Linked DNA regions of Macaca mulatta: region 1 is linked to region 2. Evidence: chromatin contacts called from public Hi-C data. All regions are on one chromosome and are shown on one strand. Each heading gives the region's core, a stretch centred on a gene start, on an enhancer-like site or on the middle of the called end of the contact. The rest is flanking DNA. Distances are from core to core; before and after follow the strand shown. Region 1 holds the start of MRPL19 (mitochondrial ribosomal protein L19). Region 2 holds the start of GCFC2 (GC-rich sequence DNA-binding factor 2).

Region 1 (3,155 bases), core at 446-2,945, 72 kb after region 2:
TCCATGTTTAAAAGTTAGTTCTAGTTCATTCACTTTTCACTGCTGTACAATAAATATTCTGTCATATGAATGCATTTGCCTATTCACCTACTGTTGGTTATCTATTCTGCCTCTAAATTTTTGTTATAAAAAATACTTACATTCATTCTTGTACTTGTCTCCTTGTACATACATGTAAGAGTTTAGGTTGTGTGCTGAGTGAGAAGGTATACACAACTTAAACTTACTAAATTCTGTCAAATCGTTCTCCAGAACATATCATTTACATTCCTGTTTAAGTGAATTCTATTAAATGCCACCCTTTAAGAGATATTCCATTAATACCTTCAAAAAAAAAGTTTTATAAGGACATATTTTCTGAATTTCTAGGTTATCTAACTCCAAGTTTACTTCTATTTAAATCCGTGGAATATTTTAAATGTTAAAAATAAAATAAAATAAAATAAAAAGGGCAGGCGTGGTGCCTGTAGTTCCAGCTACTCAGGAGGCTGAGGCGGGAGGATCACTTGAACCCAGGAGTTTTGAGGCTGCAGTGAGTTAAGATCACCACTGCACTCCAGGCTGGGTGACTGAACCACACTCTATCTCAAAAATTTAGGAAACAAAAAAAAAATCCCAGAGGTAAACCAATCAACAACCTACAGTCCTTTCAAGAAGCCTATAATCATAGCAGGTTTTTCCTCTGAAAACTGTTTTTTTAAAAAGGTTGTTACAAAGCTCTCTTTTCAGATCTTAAGTACTTTAAATTTACATGCACCTCCAAGATTACCACCATTCATTTTAGTTTTTATTCACACTGTTTTGATAAGTTTCAGACACACTTTAGAGGCAATTTTTACTGTGCCTTGTCTGCCAAAACTTCCAACCTAACCCACAACAAATTTTTTAAGTTGGCCAATCTATTCCTATCCAGGGTTGGGGTCTTTTGAGAGAAAAGAACGGCTCTTGGACGTAAACAGGTATAAACAGGATGTACCTCAGAGAAAAACTCTGGTATAGGACATATACCACAGAAGAGCTTAAAATATGGGGAATCCTTACTTGAAGTTCTGACTCAATAAAACTGCAAAGAAGTTCAATGCTGGCTTGGGGAGAAGCGAGGAAGACAGAACACTGTGGTGCACGGGTTCATGAATCCTACACACCAGTTCGTGCAGGTGAAGGTGCAGCCCCCACCTTAGAGCCAGTACCTCCAACGCGAACGCGCTCAAGCGCGCACCGACCCCAGTTGCCGGCCTGGCGCCAGGGCAGTGCCTCACCTGCGTTCCTGTTCCGCCGGGCGGCGCTTGTCCATGATGACCGGCTTCGGCGGCGGCTGGAACGCGCCGGGCTCGGAAGGCCCAGTGCTGTGCTGCCGGACAGGCCCCGCGTGGACCCCTGCGGGAGCGGACGACGAAGGTCAGGACTCTAGTGCCAGCCCTGAGATCCCGCAGAGCCCCGCAATCTCCCCCAACCCGGTGTCCCACGGAGGACCAACTCTGGGGTTGCCTCTCATCTCCAGGCTCGCCTCCCCCATCCTGACCCTGGGCCCCTAACGCGCCCCAGCTCGCAAGTCCCGCTCCTCTTACTGCAGGCGAAAGAGGCCGGCGCGGGGAACAAAGTCCTGGCGGCTTGGAAACTCCGACCTAGGCCCATTGCAGCCCCGTGCCCCGCTGCAATGCAGGACGCCATGCCAGCTAGCTTACGTCAAGACTACAACTCCCAGTAATCAGCGCGACGAGGTTGTAGCTGCGTGCCACTAGATGGCGGCTGCTGTGGGACAAAATAGATAAGTCTCTCCCCCTGCTCCTTTCCTGATGTCTTGGGAAAAGAGCAAATTTCTCTAGTTCCCCATAAGGAGCTAAGTTACACCCCTCCACAGGGGTGTTCTCCCGGCCTAGAAAGCTCTTTCCTACCTCTCTGGATCAACTCTATCTTCTCAGGCAAGCTCTCGCTATGTGAAAATCCCGTTGTAGGCCTTCATTCCCACTAGATGCCTTTGTTGGCAGCTCTGATCTCATTTGCAATTCTTTCTTTCTTGTGTAATTATTAGATTAGTATTTAAATCTGCTATTATACTATAATGAGGCAAGGGAAGGGAGAAAGTCTTCTTTTTTCTCACTGTTTTATCCCAGCACCTAGAACCTACCTGGGCCCTCACTCTTTGTTTTTATTTTGTTTTGTTTTGTTTTTCTGAGACAAGGTCTTTTTCTGTTGCCCAGGCTGGATGGAGTGCAGTGGCGGGATTATGGCTCTGCAGCCTCCAACTCCTGAGCTCAGGCTGTCCTCTCACCTTAGCCTCCAGAGTAGCTGCGACTACAGTCTTGCACCATCACGCCCAGCTGATTTTATGAATTCTTTGTTGAATGCACAGAAAGGAGAATAGAACAGTTCCTGACAGAACTGCTGGCCCGTAATCCTTGAGACTACAGAAAGCCTAAACCCTTTGAGGAACCCAAATGAATTTGGGCTGGGCAACAGTGGGTATGGATAGGTGGGAGAAGCAAAGCTGAAAAGTCTTGTTAAGAAATTTGGAAAATGACTGGGCGTGGCCAGGTATGCCTGTAATCCCAGCACTTTGGGAAACCGAGGCAGGAGGATCCCTTGAGTCCATGAGTTGGAAACCAGCCTGGGCAACATAGTGAGAACTTACCTCTGCAAAACAAACATAGCCAGGCACGGTGGCTCACGCCTTTAACCCCAGCATTTTGGGAGGCCAAGGTGGGCAGATCGCCTGAGGTCAGGAGTTTGAGACTAGCCTGGCCAACATGGTGAAACCCCGTTTCTACTAAAAATAAAAAAAAATGTATCCTAGTTTGGTGGCAGGCTCCTGTAATCCCAGCTACTTGGGAGACTAAGGCAGGAGAATCTCTTGAACCCAGGAGGCAGCGGTTGCAGTGAGCTGAGATTGTGCCTTTGTAGTCCAGCCTGGGCAACAAGAGTGAAACTCCATCTCAAAAAAAAAAAGAAAAAAAAAAAAAGGAAAGAAAAAGAGAAACAAACACACAAAAAAAGAAATTTGGAATTTGTTAGCAATGGTGACACAGTATAAGGATTGAACACTTAGAGTAATGTGATTATTTAACTACATATTAGTCATTTCAGTTGTATTAATGTCCCAAATTTACCTCAAATTCAGCATATCCATACTGAGTTCATCTTGTTCACCTCCAGAC
Region 2 (3,356 bases), core at 65-2,564:
ACATATATTGATTGATGTCTCATGTCTCCCTAAAATGTATAAACCGAAGCTGTGCCCCAACTACCTTGGTCACATGTCATCAGGACTTCCTGAGGCTGTGTCACGGGCGTGTGTCATTAACCTTGGCAAAATAAACTTTCTAAATTAGTTGAGAACTGTCTCAAAATTTTGGAATTCACACTGTTAAGTTAGGTTAACGTTCCTCCACGAGGACTCAGATATAGAAGTACAGAGTCCTTCTAACACATATTTAGTTCTGTTTTCTGTACCTCACTTTTGTTTTTCCATCCATAAATCTTCCACTAGGTGGCTGGCTACGCTTAAAGCCTCCCTGAACCTAGTCTAGTTTAGGGGGCGTGTGATTTGCTTAATTAAACTCTGTTTAATTTGTTTACGGTTTTCATTTAACAAAGCTGAGAGTCTGGAGATTTAATCCCTTAAAATATCCACTTCTGTGAAGCCCTTAGAAAGCTTTGTTCTCTAAAGCAGAGGCAGAAACGTCGTTGAGCACGGAACCAACTGCAGCAAGATGAATTAAATGAACTGGATGAATTGCTCTAGATGTAGACAGTCAGAGGCACCCAAATAACAATAGGTTTTACCAAAACGATCAATCACTCAAAATTTATGGTGCAGGCTTCCTTTCTGTAGACAGAGCTTAATGAATATAGTACAAATTTGCCTCAGACAATAGCCTTTTTTTGTTTTTAGATACTTTCCTTAAGGGTGAAAGCATTTAACCAGGACTAACCAGGACTTCTCGTGAAGTTCTGTTGCCTGAGAGTAGTCGTTTGATTTTTGCTAGTCTGTATGCATTGTTTATGTACAGACTTTACTGTTTTTCTCTCAGAGGCATCTCCTTCTACCCCGAGCCTCACACTACTGGGGTTTCGTTTGTTTTACATCTTGGTTGGAGGGGGCTCTTTCTCCGGAAAATAAAAGACAACGGATCTGGCTCCAGTCCAGGACGGAGAGCATAAAGCCTAATTCACAAGGAGAGCACGTGAGTTCTGCTCTCCGTGGGACTCAGCCCAGAGAGGCCGTGGAAATCTCTAGATGTCAGTCCACGCAACCTAAACTGGCAAAAGGAACGCTTTGCCTCTACAGACCCAGACCCCAGAACAGAATTCGGCCAACCACAGCCAAGAAGGCAAATCACGCAGGCGCAGACAGAGAAGCGGGTAGTAGAAGGCTGGCGGACGGGCGCGCGCACTCGGCAACCAGGAGAGGCGGGAGCGCGCGCTGGGGGCGGGCACTGAAGCTCTGGCTTGGGGTTCACCGGGTCATAGGGCTCCGGGCCCTTCGGTCTCGGCCATGGCTCACAGGCCGAAAAGGACTTTTCGGCAGCGCGCTGCCAATTCCAGCGACAGCGATGGCGCCGAGGAGTCGCCTGCTGAGCCTGGGGTGCCGAGAGAAGTTGCGGCCCCAGGTTCTGCGGAGGAAGGGCCGCCCTCTGGAGGAGGCCGCGCGCGGGTGGCAGGACGGCCTCACCGGGTTCGGGGCCCTCGTGGCCGGGGCCGGGTCTGGGCGAGCTCCCGGCGCGCCAAGGAAGCGGCTCCCCGCGCGGACGAACCCCCGCGTCAGGGTGACGCGGGGAAGAAAGGAGGTGACGGCACAGGGCGGGAAGGGGCCGCGGCGTCTCTGGATCTTTCTCCGGGGGTTCTGTAACTTGCTGCCGATCATCAGCCGTGCTAAGTCCAAGTCCTGAAGGTAGTGAGCGAGAAAACAGCTCGAGCACTCGCCCGCTGCCTGCATCTACCTTTTGGACTCCTTGGGGGAGATAAAACAATCCTGTACAGTTGGGAGGCTCTTCGTTTTCACCATCAGATGACTCCACCAGTTATAACTAACACAAGGTTTATGAAGAACCTAAATTGTCACAACAGAATTCAATAATTTCAAATACTATTAAGTAGGCAGAAGTTATATGTACCTTTTAGACACTTGCCCAACTTATCTTTCTTGAAAACATTTAGCCAGAATAATACAAGAATCTAGGTTTTGGAACATTCCCCTTTGCTTGTTTTCTTTTTTCACCAGTTATTTGCAACAACTATTAAAAATAATATATACAACACAAAGAAGCATGATAGAGATTCATGTCACTGTAGATTGTACCAGTAATGGTGTTAAATATAGTGTCATTTTGAAGTACCTTTGAGTTCTTAAATACAGATGTAAGGCAGCATAAAGTTGTTTACATAAAATGTGCTGCTCTGAGTTTGAATTGTAGCTTAATGAGGAATACGGTTTTTGGTTAGTCTTGAGATCCAAAATCTTCCTACTATTTTTTATTCTCATTAAAGTGATTTTTATTAATTTATTGAGAAGTAAAAATTGTATATACTTATGGCATACAACATGATGTTTGAAATGTGTCTACAGTGACTAAATGGAGCTAATTAACATTTGCATTGCCTTAGGTACTTACTTTTTTTGTGATGAGAACACTTAATATCTACTCTCAGTAATTTTCAAGTATGCAATGCGTTGTTGTTAACTTTAGTCACCGTGTTGTAAAATAGAATTCGTCTTGTCTAATTAAAATGTTGTGCCCTTTGACCAGTATCTCCCCAACCACTCTCAATCCCAGTCCCTGCTAACCACTGCTGGACTCTCTGCTTCTGTGACTTCTGATTTCCACTTTTTTAGATTACATATGCGAGGTCATGTGGTGTTTGTCTCTCTCTGCCTGTCTTATTTCAGGTAACATAATGTCCTCCAGGTTTGTGATCTTCGTGATTTCTTGGTCTTTCTTGTGACCTTCTATTTGTCTAAAGTTTTCATGACCTTTTATATTTGTTTTCTGGTGAAACTTTGTAGATGAACGTTGAAGTAAGGAGTTGCTTTTTCTCTTGCCTTCTAGAATAGTGTTTCTCAAACTTTTTGGGATTTGGACCTCCTTTAGACTGTTAGAAATGATTAAGGATTCCAAAGAGCTTTTGCTTCAGTAGGTTATACCTATCAGTATTTACCATACTAAAAATAAAATTTATTAATTCACTTAAAAAATCTATTACATGTAAGGATAAGTAAGATTTTTGTGAAAAATATTGCACAAAAAAAGAAAGAGTAGCATTGTTTTCAATTTGCAGATCTCTTTAATGTCTGGCAAAATATTAATAGAAGACAGCTGAATTCTCATAGCTGTTTCTGCTTTTAATCTGTTGTGCTCTTTTGGTTTGGTTGAAGTATTTGAAGAAAATATAGCCTCTGACAGATACATGGTTAAGACGAGTACTTAATAACCTTTTTAGATCATTGAGAGTGTTATGCTTTAGTATAACAAAGCTCAACAAGTAATAAACTAACCCTTCTTAAAAGTTAGTTGTGGGCAGGGCGCAGTGGCTCACATC

Evidence for each region. Hi-C and Micro-C count contacts between places; a contact is called where the count stands out from the background.
Region 1: a Hi-C map of cortical neurons shows a contact between it and region 2, with 3 times the contacts expected there. The contact joins the promoter of MRPL19 here to the promoter of GCFC2 in region 2. A contact is called at or near these places in 2 of 14 Hi-C or Micro-C datasets (CD4 T cells and cortical neurons).

The regions. Positions count from the first base shown.
Region 1 is chr13:49,076,645-49,079,799 of T2T-MMU8v2.0, forward strand. It overlaps MRPL19 (mitochondrial ribosomal protein L19), which reads right to left and starts at 1,696. Exons shown (of 6, transcript XM_001112069.5): 1 at 1,569-1,696; 2 at 1,260-1,377. The coding sequence starts at 1,671. LOC144333998 (a long non-coding RNA gene) reads left to right here and starts at 1,270. Exons shown (of 3, transcript XR_013403154.1): 1 at 1,270-1,398.
Region 2 is chr13:49,004,718-49,008,073 of T2T-MMU8v2.0, forward strand. It overlaps GCFC2 (GC-rich sequence DNA-binding factor 2), which reads left to right and starts at 1,315. Exons shown (of 17, transcript NM_001194347.3): 1 at 1,315-1,579. The coding sequence starts at 1,315.